2 separate regions of the Zea mays genome follow, and region 2 is linked to region 1. A link is a contact called in public Hi-C data. All regions are on one chromosome and are shown on one strand. Each heading gives the region's core, a stretch centred on a gene start, on an enhancer-like site or on the middle of the called end of the contact. The rest is flanking DNA. Distances are from core to core; before and after follow the strand shown.

Evidence for each region. A called contact is a pair of places that touch in the nucleus more often than the background predicts.
Region 2: a Hi-C map of leaf shows a contact between it and region 1, with 2.2 times the contacts expected there. The contact joins the promoter of LOC100279852 here to the promoter of LOC103636551 in region 1. A contact is called at or near these places in 2 of 25 Hi-C or Micro-C datasets (both in leaf).

What each region holds. Positions count from the first base shown.
Region 1 is chr8:176,830,929-176,837,136 of Zm-B73-REFERENCE-NAM-5.0, reverse strand. It overlaps LOC103636551 (WRKY transcription factor WRKY71), which reads left to right and starts at 3,413. Exons shown (of 3, transcript XM_008658895.4): 1 at 3,413-3,982; 2 at 4,067-4,174; 3 at 4,316-5,126. The coding sequence starts at 3,471. The coding sequence ends at 4,745. It overlaps LOC100273380 (Protein FATTY ACID EXPORT 3 chloroplastic), which reads right to left. Exons shown (of 7, transcript NM_001245909.2): 6 at 5,770-5,856; 7 at 5,252-5,662. The coding sequence ends at 5,772.
Region 2 is chr8:177,097,873-177,104,080 of Zm-B73-REFERENCE-NAM-5.0, reverse strand. It overlaps LOC100279852, which reads right to left and starts at 2,953. Exons shown (of 21, transcript NM_001152805.1): 1 at 2,616-2,953; 2 at 1,541-1,639; 3 at 962-1,113; 4 at 730-802; 5 at 144-266. The coding sequence starts at 2,741.

The DNA.
Region 1 (6,208 bases), core at 2,164-4,663:
ACGAGGACAACGGCGGGCGGCTCCGTTTTTTTTTTTTTGATCCGAGGAAATTAAACGTTGACAGCAGCTTCGAGTACTAGTACGTTGGTATTCGTATCTATACGTGGATACTCGACGTCATCTTTGCTGCTCACAGCAGGTCGGTGACAGATTTGTTTAGCCACCAATCAATCTCTAATGGATTGACGAGTCTCAAAATAAAACAATCGGTAAAACATTTAACACTAGATAAAGAGCCAAATTTCAGTAGTACTAACCCGGCCCGCCCTGTTGTTGCATCCCAGCAGTCGTACTACTCACGATCGAGAAGTTATAGTAGCCGTGATGCAGGGAGCAGTCGCTCAACTGATTACTACAGTATGCAGGGACACGTTTTCCTGCGTGCCACTGCATCTGCATGTATAGATGGCCAATAAGTACCAGGCCCATGAGTCCAGCACGAAGTCCGATGTTTTGGTCTGATCCGAGACCGACACGGTTCGACACGAATAAGCGGGCTAGGCTCGAACAGGAAACTAGGCACGGTGGGCTAGTCCGGTACGGCCCGTTTACCTCTAAGTCCAGTAAACCCGTTTTTTTGCACTAAATCGTGCTTACCGACCCGTTTTTCGCCCCGCTTTTTCCGTGTTAAATGGGTCGGGCCGGCCCGCTGCAAGCTGGGCTCGGACAGAAAAACGAGCCTACGGACATAGACGGCTCGGACCGGTTTTCTAATTATGCCTGACGGATCGAGCCCAAAACAGATCGGGCTTCACCGGGCTGGGCGACCCGTTTGGTCATCTCTGCATGATTGGTTGGCCACCAATTAAATTACTGCGGCCGGCAGGGCCCTCGTAGTACTAGTAGTAGTTTCCTTTTCACTTGTTTGTGATTGGAGTTGGGAGATGTCCGGTACGGTGGCTATCCATTCCATTCCATGAAGCCTGTCCTGTCTATGCACAGCTTTCTGCTGTTGCCGTTATTTATCATCAATCGGCTTCCGATCCGATCCTAGCATTCGCCGGAGCACAAAAACATTACCCCGTGTTAGGGCTTGTTCGGTTCTACCCCAATCCATATGGATTGAGGGGGATTGAGAGGGTTTCAATCTCTAGTAAGTCAAAATCTCTTCCAATCCGTATCAATCCCCTCCAATCCATATGGATTGAAAATAACCGAACAAGCCCTTACTGTAGCAGTCTATCTGCGCTCGCGCATGGAACGGTATGCCCTGTCTGCCTCCACGAAGCATTAAAACCCTATACATACTCCTTTCAACTACAGCACGGCGGCAGCTTGATTACCGGCCACAGTTTCAGTTTGGTCGCATCTCATCCATATATATACACACACGCCTCCGAAAGTAGGCGTGAGCTGCCTGCCATCCTGACTGCTTATTGTAAGAAACAGAGAATACAAAGAACTGTTCTCGCTATGTTCTTTATTGATGTGTCGAGTACAAATATATATAGATTACAACTAAAGATCATGCAAGTCTGATCCTACGATCTTAAAATGATGGGCTAGGAACTGGCCTGGAGACTCGGACAGAAACAAGAAGATATGATCTAATAACAGACGCTTTACATTATCCAACACTTATGAAAGCTAATGAGCTGATTAGGCACAGCCAATCACTGCTGCTTTCATGCATGGAGACCGGCCGGGTCGCTAAACCACCACGTACGTGAGACTCTGCGCAAATTAAATGCAAGTAGCAGCAGCGCTCTGATTCAATCTTATCGCGGGCACCCTTTAATTTGATTCAACCGTGCTTCATTATATTTCCTGGACCAATAATTATGCGGCAATATGGTCGTCACTAATTAATTAATGGAAGGGAGAATTCCTCCCAGAGGTCGGCGTACGTCTCCTATTGTTTTGAAACTATTGAGTATATATGTCTCTAAACTAGCCGACCAACGTTTTGGTCAAAACTCCAACCTAGACGAAAAAAAATTGTTGCCTCTAGATCTTGACTGTCCAGTCATTCAATTCAAATATGAGTTTTGAGCTCGGTTTTGTATATGTACGCCTGCAACTAACTACAGATACAACTGTTTGGTTTCACACGAAGGAATTCGACTGAAATGAACGTTCTACGGTAAGGTGGTCTTACCATTCATCTTGCGCACGTTGGGTCGAAAACCTAGCGCGACAACTACTCTTGGTCAAAGGACGACAGAAGGAAAACAGACCGTGCTTGCTTGGGTGTCATGGTTTAGCAAGTAAATTAACCGTTCCTTTCAGTGTTTGCTCAAGTCTAAACTTGAATAATCCACGTCCATTATCATTAATTCAAGTGTGGACAAGAAAAAGAGAGCTAGAAATAACTATAATTTGGGACGAGAGAGTTTTTGCAGCTGCGAGCTTGATCGGATTATCGGAACAGTGCACGCATGACGGCAGAACCGGCATGGGGGGCAGTCGCCTAATCAAATCATATATTCCAGCGATACGACACTGACGATGAAGCAATAATAAAAGAGCTAGCTTGGCAGTTATAGCGATAGTCAGAGTCAGAGAGATACATACTAACATACGTCCACAACGGACTGAGCTCGACTGAACCCATGTGAGTCTGTCAACCACCCACCCTGCATATATATATATATATATATATATATATATATATATATATATATATATATATATATATATATATATATATATATATATATATATATATCCTACAAATACTGTCATGCGCACGTATAATTGTGGTATAAACAAGGGCGCGACACGTTTTGGTGCTAACAACTACGGCATTGACCTCTACAGTCACGTATGTATATGCATTTGACTATCGGGCTCCGGGTCACCCCGCGTGCGAGCGTATCTAATTAAGATTAGCTTATTATCGGGGACCGTAATCTATCTAATTAACCAGTGGACGACACATCTTCTCACAGCTTAATGATCTGTGTTTGCTGCTTCCAGACCCTTTGACCTCCAAAGGGGCAGAGTAGCGGCAGATGACGCCAACGTGTAGCTAGAGCTCAGAAAAGAAAAAGGAGCAGCAGAACAGATGGACCTTGTTTTGCAACCTAGCTACTGGAGGACGAGGATCACTCGCATGAGGACCGTCAGGTTGAATATGGTTGTGGGCGATGTGCTGTTTTGGATGTAGTGTGAGCGCCCTTTTGACTTTTTTTCTGCTGTTTTTTTTTCTTTCTTTATAAAAGTTACCGGACACTTCCCTCTATCTTTATAATATAATAATGTTATGACTGGCCTCTGAAACAGAGCGTTGGCCGATACAATACAATAGTATATCAGTTTTTTTAACTATATCTTCTTTTACTGTTCTAAAAATCCTATATTTTCATATATATTTTTTTAATGAAGATGCGTCAAGACCTCGTGCGCGGGAAAAAAGATGGACCTTGTCGTCTAGCGGCTCGCGCTCCACTCGGCTCGGCTCGCCGTGGACCACTTCCTGCGCCTTCCCCGCGGCTTCGCTTGGCTTGCTGGGAATCCTGAGATGTGAGATGACGACGAGACGAGCGGTCTATAAATATTGGAGATTGCGGCAAGCTCACTGCCTCTGTATCTTACTCCCGTCTCGTCGTCACTCGGCGGTTCAGCCCGCAGGCCACAGAGGCGGACCTGACCTGGCCCTGGCCACCACCGAACGAGCGACTCTTCGAGCAGACGCATCGGCAGACGAGCAGACGCATCGCCGCAGCAAGCTTCGAGCGCCAGGCATGACGCTGGACACCCCGGCCGCCGTGGTCCTGGAGCTGATGACCATGGGGCAGCAGTCCGCGGCGCACCTCGGGGACCTGCTCCGGGCCGCGTCCCCTGCTGCAGCGTCTCCGCACCAGGAGCTCGCGGCCGAGATCCTCCGCTGCTGCGGCCGCGTCATCGACGCGCTCAGGGCCGCCGCCGCCGCCAGCGGGCACAAGAGGAAGGCGGCGGCGGAGTACCAGGACGCAGCAGCAGGGGGAGGCGCCTCGCCTCCTCCTCCTCCTCCTCCTCCGGGGCCGCCACTAAAGAGAAGGTGGGGGACTGCCGTCTCGTGTCGCCTCGTCTCCCCCTTGCACATGCACAACAACAACTAACAGAAGAAGTTTCGATTTCGCAGGGCGCGCGGCGGAGAGGCGACCAGGGAAGTGACCAGCGGCACGACGGTGGACGGCTTCATCTGGAGGAAGTACGGGCAGAAGGACATCAACGGCCACAAGCACCCGAGGCAAGTAGACTACTCAGAAGGCTCACTCAGGCGCTCAGCTCGATCCGTTCCGTTCCATTCCCGTCGTGGCAATCCACTCGCCGACCGACCGATGCGAGCTGACGGCTGACCGCCTGACCTTCATCCCACCCTGGCCTGCAGGCTCTACTACCGCTGCGCGCACAAGGACCAGGGGTGCGACGCGACCCGGCGGGTGCAGCGGACGCGGGAGCAGCCCGCGGCGTACGAGATCGCCTACTACGGGGACCACACGTGCAGGGGCGCGGCCACCGCCTGGCAGCAGGGAGCGCCGGCGCCCGCCGTCGTCGACTTCGGCTCCAACTCCTGGGGATCCGCGGACACCACCAGCGGAGGCTCGCCGGCCTCGGTGCCGCTGGGAGGGTGGTGGTCCCCGTCGGCGTCGTCCGAGGTCGGGTTCGAGGCGCATGCGGCCGCGCACGAGTGGCGCGACACGGCTGCGGCTGCTCCTGATCCGGTAATGGAGTTCCTGGACGGCGCCTTCGGCTGGGAATCCGTCCTCGAGGACCGCTTTGACTTGGGCGGTCTACATGGCATCGCTACGTTTCAGTAGATTGTTAGCAGAGCAGCAGTAGATCTGGACATGTGTTGTCGCCATCGCTGTAGTACGTGAGAACAGTTAGGCCGACCGTGCAGTTAATGAGTGACAACCCCCGACCCCGACCTAGGAGGGTCTCAACAAGATGCCGTAGATCACACTAGTAATAGTATTACTATCATGTTTCAGGCAGATGCCAGAGGGATCAGAACAAAACAAAGGTATCGCGTTCTAAAAATGAGGAATGTGTTTTTTATTTTTTGGAAGAAAAAAAAAACTTCAGTACTTTCTTCCCCATTAGAAAATGGAGCGGAGCAAAGGAACAAGGTGACGTACTTTCTTCCCTATTATGTACTTTAGCAGGTCGCCTAAAATATTACCCTCTCCGTTATTTTCTATTTGTCTTTATTTGTCGTTGTTTAGTTTATAAATGATCGAGAACGAATGTACTACTACATCCGTTCTCTAATTGTTATCACATTATAATAGACGAATAGGAACAAATCACAGTGCCACTAATTGTTATCAACTTGTCATCGGCCTTGAATAGTTTTGAGCGAGCTGGAATCTACAGAGTAATAACACTGACTGTTTTCGGACACTTCACGAAACATTGAACGCTTCACCGACCTTTCGGGCTGTCCCCATGAAAAACAAACAGCAGACAAACTGAAGAGCTAACTGCATGGCCTTTGAATGTCGTTTATTGATGTTGTTCAAGTCTATCATCTATACTACATGAGCAAAGGAACAAAGGAGTGCGGGAAGAGGGCCGAGTAAACAAGCAATTCTTCTGAATCCATGTGGTCATCATGCGGACACCTTACAACCGAGCTTTGCCTGAATTGAAGGATGATGAAGGAAATCGAAAGCAAACAGGCCATAGCCTTCTGGGTCTGCGTTCCCCCATGATCATCTGATTCATCCAAGTGCTGCATGGTACATGATTTAAACTGCTTGTCATGTGATGATCCTATTGTCTGTTTGTGCGATGCACATATGAAAGCACATAAGACCGAGATTGTATATGTAAGGTTACCATTAGTTCACTGAATCACTGTTGCTGCTCAGCTCTTTGGGGCTACCAGCTGCAATGCGATAGAAGTAAAAGCCTGCCACTACTCCACTGCAGCACAATTGAGAATTAGCTTAAAACACAGACAATTCTTTTTTCTCGGACCAAAAAAAATGGCTGCAGTTGCTGCAAAGACATAAAAAACTTAAACACTGAAAGATAAGGTATTTGAACTTTAGTGTTCAATTTAAGCTACGATATGTTATGAACAATACTACAGCTGTACTCAGATGAGAGGTGACAAAAAAAGGTACAATATGTTTTAAGTCGATAAACTGTAATATATGACAACTATGGTTATCAAGTGCATTTCTCTAAAGCATTAAACAACTTATCATATATATCAATTTCCTAAAAGAAATATCACACAAGTTTTAGGTGGACAAGGTATATACAGGTACAG
Region 2 (6,208 bases), core at 1,704-4,203, 270 kb before region 1:
AAGGTGTCCAAATGAAACAAGTTTCAAATATATTTTGTAGGAGCACAGTTTGACTTTGAGTATTACGTAAATGACATTGGAGATGGAATTGTACATGCAACATGTCTAAATAATATAAATAAAGGTGCGGGTCAAGTCCTTACCAACATGGGGCTACCAGAGGCTTCATTATTAGCATCAAATTCTGACAGAACATCAAAAGCATGAAGCTTCCAATCCAGGGTTTGTGTAACAACAACACTGGCCAAGCATACATTACCATGAACCTATATTGATCAAGTGATGGCAAACAGGTCATTTGACAATCAAATCGTTTATAGCGTTGTACTTTCTAATTATGTGTTAAGACCCCATTGTTTTGATTTAAATGCACTATATGTTACAATAATATATGTACAATCACCCACATCAATAATCAAAACATGGAAATGTTCTAGGTCAAGACTGAAGAAGATAGAACAAAAAGCCTAACTTATTTTAAGAACAACTGTGCTGCAAGCAGAATACACAAATTCACAACCACATGCTTCATAAGATCAGTTCATCATCTATAACTAAATAAAACATTGTTACAAGCAAGAAGGAATTATCAGAACAATACAATGCAAATCTACATGGAAATGTAACAAAATCAACAAAATTGAATGTTTTATCTTGCATCTAAGGAGAGATTAAAACAAGCCGGATTGCATATTACACTGCAAACTTCAACTTGATGCAGGAACTTACAAGTTTGCAGTCATTATTGAGAAAGCTCACAGCTTTGGATATCTGATGAAGCCCCCATGCAAAGTACTCATCTCTGCACCATTAGCCATAATGACAAAGTAGTCCAATATTCCAAAAAAAGGAAACATTAACAAAACAGAACTAAAACCTGATGAAAAAATGCTAGAAACTGCAGATTGTTTCTTTCTGAAAAGAATATTTCCTAAACACAAAACTACAAGTTCTGTGGTACCTCTGTGTACCACCAAGATTCAGTTCCTTGAGCTTTTCAGAAAGTGGCATAACAGGCTCTGTTACAATATAAATTGTGTATTTCATGGCAGGTCCATCCGCAGCTTCTGCTTCAGTACTGTGTAAAAAGGATAAGATATTTGGATGCCGCACCTGCAGTAACCAAAGCAGCACTGAACAGACTATATTGAGGAAACAAAAGGGCAAGTTAACCCCCCCCCCCCCCCCAACCCACCCACACAAAAAGAAACATGTGTATCATAGAAATGCTACTTCTGGTGAAGGTAAGATATAACAGAAACAATTCAGTAATGTTGTGGATGGAAGAGCACATAGAAGTATATAATGCTGAAATATCGCTAAAAAACATTTCCATCTTCTCTTTTGGCATTTTGCCTTCTCATTTGGCATATATATTTTTATGATGTTGTCTAGATTTTCTGAAAGAAGGCTCTGTTGCCATCGTTATTTTTTTAAGACTTGACATTTTGCCACCAAAGACTGCTCCTCAAGTCTAAAAGGTACATCACTATTGAATATCGGTAATAAAAAAACCCAATGACTGAAGTTGTTAGCTTACTGTTCGTAATCTCTTAACACCGTTGCGACCAGCAACCATGTGTCTGTCCTGAGGGTTGCTCCCTGACAGAGAAAAAATTGACACAGGCGACCCATCATCCTGGAGAAGACAAGGCAACAAACAATGTTGGCAATGGCATACAAACAAATCTACCAAAAAATCAGACAAAATAATCATTTGATGGGAACTGCTTAAGAAATCAAATTACATATGAAAATTCAGTACTAATGGTAAACCTAGGATGAATAATAAAACTCCATTGACAGTGTGCAATATCAGTGACAAATACATGAGTGGTAATATGGCACATGTTCTCTAAACCTCTGTGTATTTGACAATATATTAAGAATTACTAGTTTTGCAAGCCATCCAAGGTTTTGTGTTTATTTGATTTTATCGTCTTTTCTCAGCCTACAGCTGATGCGATGTGATGTAATAGTGAGATAAGATGTGTGCACAGTCAAACGAGCAGACGAAGTCTAATAACTGCACATAACTATATCACACAAAGTTGGATGGTACGGTGAATGCAACATAAGAGCTAGTAGCAGTAACATCCCCAATATCCTTTGACCCTCACCAAGTTGGATGGCATGGCACTGTAAATGGGCTCCATAGTCAAACATGCAGATCGAAGTTTAAATAACTGCACACAACTATATGTCTATATCACAAAAAATCTAAAGTACAACCAAATACCCTTCATTGGATTAACCAGACTATAGACTATACTCGAATCAACTCTGCACCGAATCCAGCGATTGTGCTTCTAAAGGGTTACTAAAGCTTGCAATAGTCCAACATAGTCACACCTACCCGAAAAAAGCTCGAGTGCTCAAAACGCTAAGCGCAGCAGACCCACAAAATTAAGAGCGTATGCAGCCACGTAGCACATGAACCACACAGCCAAGCACACGCGAAGCATAGCGTGCACAGTTCGTTCCTCCCCGAATTCGACCAACGGAACCAGTTCTACCGAACCGTACCAGTCGGCAGTCGACAAAACAAAACAACGATACATCTAAGGGGGACTGATCGATCGGGTGTGAAAGTGTGGAATGATGCGGAAGCGTACCTTGGAGGTACCGCGGTGGTGTTTCCATGAGCCCCAAGCCGATGCGTAGGGCTCGCCGATGGTGTAGGGGAAGTCCTTGAGTCCCGATCCGGATCCCGCGACCACCTCCTTGAGGAACTTGAACATTTTGCGCTACGCCTCTGGTGCTCGATCCCCCGTCGAATTTGGTGCGGCGCTTCGTCCGCCTCGATTGCCTCCTCGCTTCGGCGGCTCAGCTGCGCGCCGGCGCGGCGAGATAGATCCGGGGCGGTCGAGGGAGAAAGAGAAAGGGTGAGGGGAGAAAAGAGAGCGCAGAAACATTTGCGCTTTTACCCCTGGCCTATGATTAGACTCGTGAGAGAATCTGCAGCTGGACAGACAGCAGGAGGGCAGGCACACAACACAACTCATCATTAAAATTTGCGAGAATTTGCAACTATTTTGAGTTTTTGACAGCACAAATGCACAATGGCCATGCACGTGTGACAAGGTTTTCGGAGGCATTTGTATTTGGTGTATTTTGACAAGGAAGCTTCCTCCGGAGACAAGGTTTGAGCTCTTTAACCTTACAGCAGGCCAGCTGGGAGCATAGAAGCTGTACCTCGAAATTTGTGCTATTAGAATTTTATTTTTGGTACAGACGAAATAAGGTGTTGTTTGGTTCAAATTTTGTAACGTAAATGGTAATAGTAATGATTGACACTTGAGTAACGGCGGTAACAAGTTTGAATAAGCCGGTATCCATTTGTAGTGTGGTATTCAATTACGGTTGGACTTAAACAAACATCATTTAACATTATCGTTTGTCCATTACGTTACCAAAATCTGAACCAAACGGCACCTAAGTGTTGGATGCTTGTAAGACGCCAGATAAGCCTATGGCTCACCACACTTGAATTCTTTTATATTTAAGCCTTGTTTAGTTGTACTTGTATCCATCTTAATTATAATCCATTATGTTGAGATATATTAGGATAGAAAAATGACTGATTTTCGAGATAATTGGATTTTTGTCACTCACAATGTTGTCTTCTTGTTATAATTATCACTGTGTCTATGAAATTTGGGTCCAGTTGGGTCTATGAAATATGGGTCTGATGGCAATTTTACAAACCTGTTTCTCGCTGGTGGCAAATATCAGAACCTCTCCTGATTTTCTACACTTAATTTTTTTCATAATCTATCATAACACATATTAATTTAGACAGATATAGGTAGAGCTAAATAAATCTTTTGACATAAAAAGTAAGTTGGACACTTGTGTTTTGTCACGGTAGCAAAGCACAAGAGAAACAACTATGGGTCTGTTTGTTTCGATGGGGTAAAAACAATCTAAAATGAACATAAACACATAATCGGTTGAGTTTTTGTAATACTAGGAATCCGTCACTTTCTAGATCCTGAGTCTTATGAACAACTTTATCTTTCTCCACACGTAATCGTAATGATACCCAGATTCTCCCCACAACCAGATTCTTTCCACAGCCAGATTTTCAGAAAAGCTGGTCAGAAAAAGCTGAACCAAACATGCCCTATATAACATATGCTAGCTAGCGTAAGTCATTGAAATATGCTAAATACATAACATATGATATTGCCAAAATTATTTCTAATTACTACAATTCAATTATATGCAAGTTAATGAAAACACTGCAACTGTATGATAGAATTATGTGAAATGATTTTTCCTTACCTGCATTGTTGTCTGGTGCTACGCCATGAGCCTAGGTGGAGCTCAGGCTCATGTGTTGTTGCGGCAAGGTAATGGTATACAAGGAGCCATTCATGAAGACTTTGCTCTCCCAGTTCCACCAATAGGATGGAACAAGGCAAAGAAGCAAAGGAGCATCATCAGCTCTTCCTCGTCAACTGCATGTTTGGAGGTGCTGCTGAGAGCATCTAGAGGGGGTGAATAGATGATCCTGTAAAATCAATATTAAATAGCCACAAACTTGATTATTAAAGTGTTAGTGCGACTAAGTAGCTATGAAGCGAGTTTTTGTGAATAAAACAATTACAGAAAGGCAACACAAGAGACACGCGATTTTTATCCCGTGGTTTGGCCAAGAAACATTTACCTACTTCCACATTGTGGCGTCCCAATGGACGAGGGTTGCACTCAACCCCTTTCAAGTGATCCTATGATCAACTTGAATACCATGGTCTTTTCTCTTTTGAGTATTCTTCCCATTTGTGAGGAATTTCCACAAGTTGGAGCCTCTCGCCCTTACAATATAGATCACAAAGAAAGCACAAGAGTAAGGATGGGAGAGCAACACGCGTAAGACTCAAATCCGCAGCATAACCGCGCACACAAGTGAAGAAGTGAGCACACAAACACAGCTGTCGGGGACCATAATTAGGGGTACCCTCAAGGCTCCTAATTCTCAGTTGGTAACCCCCATCAACATAAAGCTGCAAAGGCCTGATGAGTGCGATTAAATCAGGGATCGGTCCATACGAGGGACTCGATCACGCCTCGCCCGAGCCTAGCCTCGGACAAGGGCAGCCGACCCCGGAGGATCTCCGTCTCGCCCGAGGCCCCCCTCCAACGGCGAATGTGTTCCCGGCTCGCCCGAGGCCCTGTCTTCGCTAAGAAGCAACCCTGACCAAATCGCCGCACCGACCGACCAAATCGCAGGAGCATTTAATGCAAAAGTGGCCTGACACCTTTATCCTGACACACGCCCCCCAGCCGGCAGAGCCGAAGTGACCGCTGTCACTTCGCCGCTCCACTGACCGGCCTGACAGAAGGACAGCGCCGCCTGCGCCACTCCGACTGCGGTGCCACTTGACAGAGTGAGACTGACAGGCAGTCAGGCCCGGCCAAAGGCACCATAGGAAGCTCCGCTCCGCCCGACCCAGGGCTCGGACTCGGGCTAAGTCCTAGAAGACGGCGAACTCCGCCCGACCAAGGGCTCGGACTCGGGCTAAGTCCCGGAAGACGGTGAACTCCACCCGACCCAGGGCTCGGACTCGGGCTAAGTCCCGGAAGACGGCGAACTCCGCCCGACCCAGGGCTCGGACTCGGGCTAAGTCCCAGAAGACGGCGAACTCCGCTCCGCCCGACCCAGGGCTCGGACTCGGGCTAAGTCCCGAAAGACGGCGAACTCCGCTCCGCCCGACCCAGGGCTCGAACTCGGGCTCAGCCCCAGAAGACGACGAACTCCGCTTCGCCCGACCTAGGGGCTCGGACCCGACCACAGCTACGGAAGACAGACTCGACCTCGGCTTCGGAGGAGCTTCCACATCGCCCAACCTAGGGCGCAGGCCAGCCACGTCAACAGGAGGCGCCATCATCACCCTACCCCAAGCTGACTCGGGCCGCAGGGAACAAGACCGGCATCCCATCTGGCTCACTCCGCCAGATAGGCAATGATGGCACCCTGCATACTCTGTGACGACGGCGGCTCTCAGCCCCCTTACGGAAGCAAGAAGACGTCAGCAAGGATTCAACCGCTCCGACAGTTGTCCCTCCGCCAGGCTCCATCGCTCCTCCGACGGCCACGACATCACACCAGCTGGGTGCCAAAATCTCTCCGGCTGCCACAACGGCATGTACTTAGGGCGCTAGCTCTCCTCCGCTAAACACGTAGCACTCTGCTACACCCCCC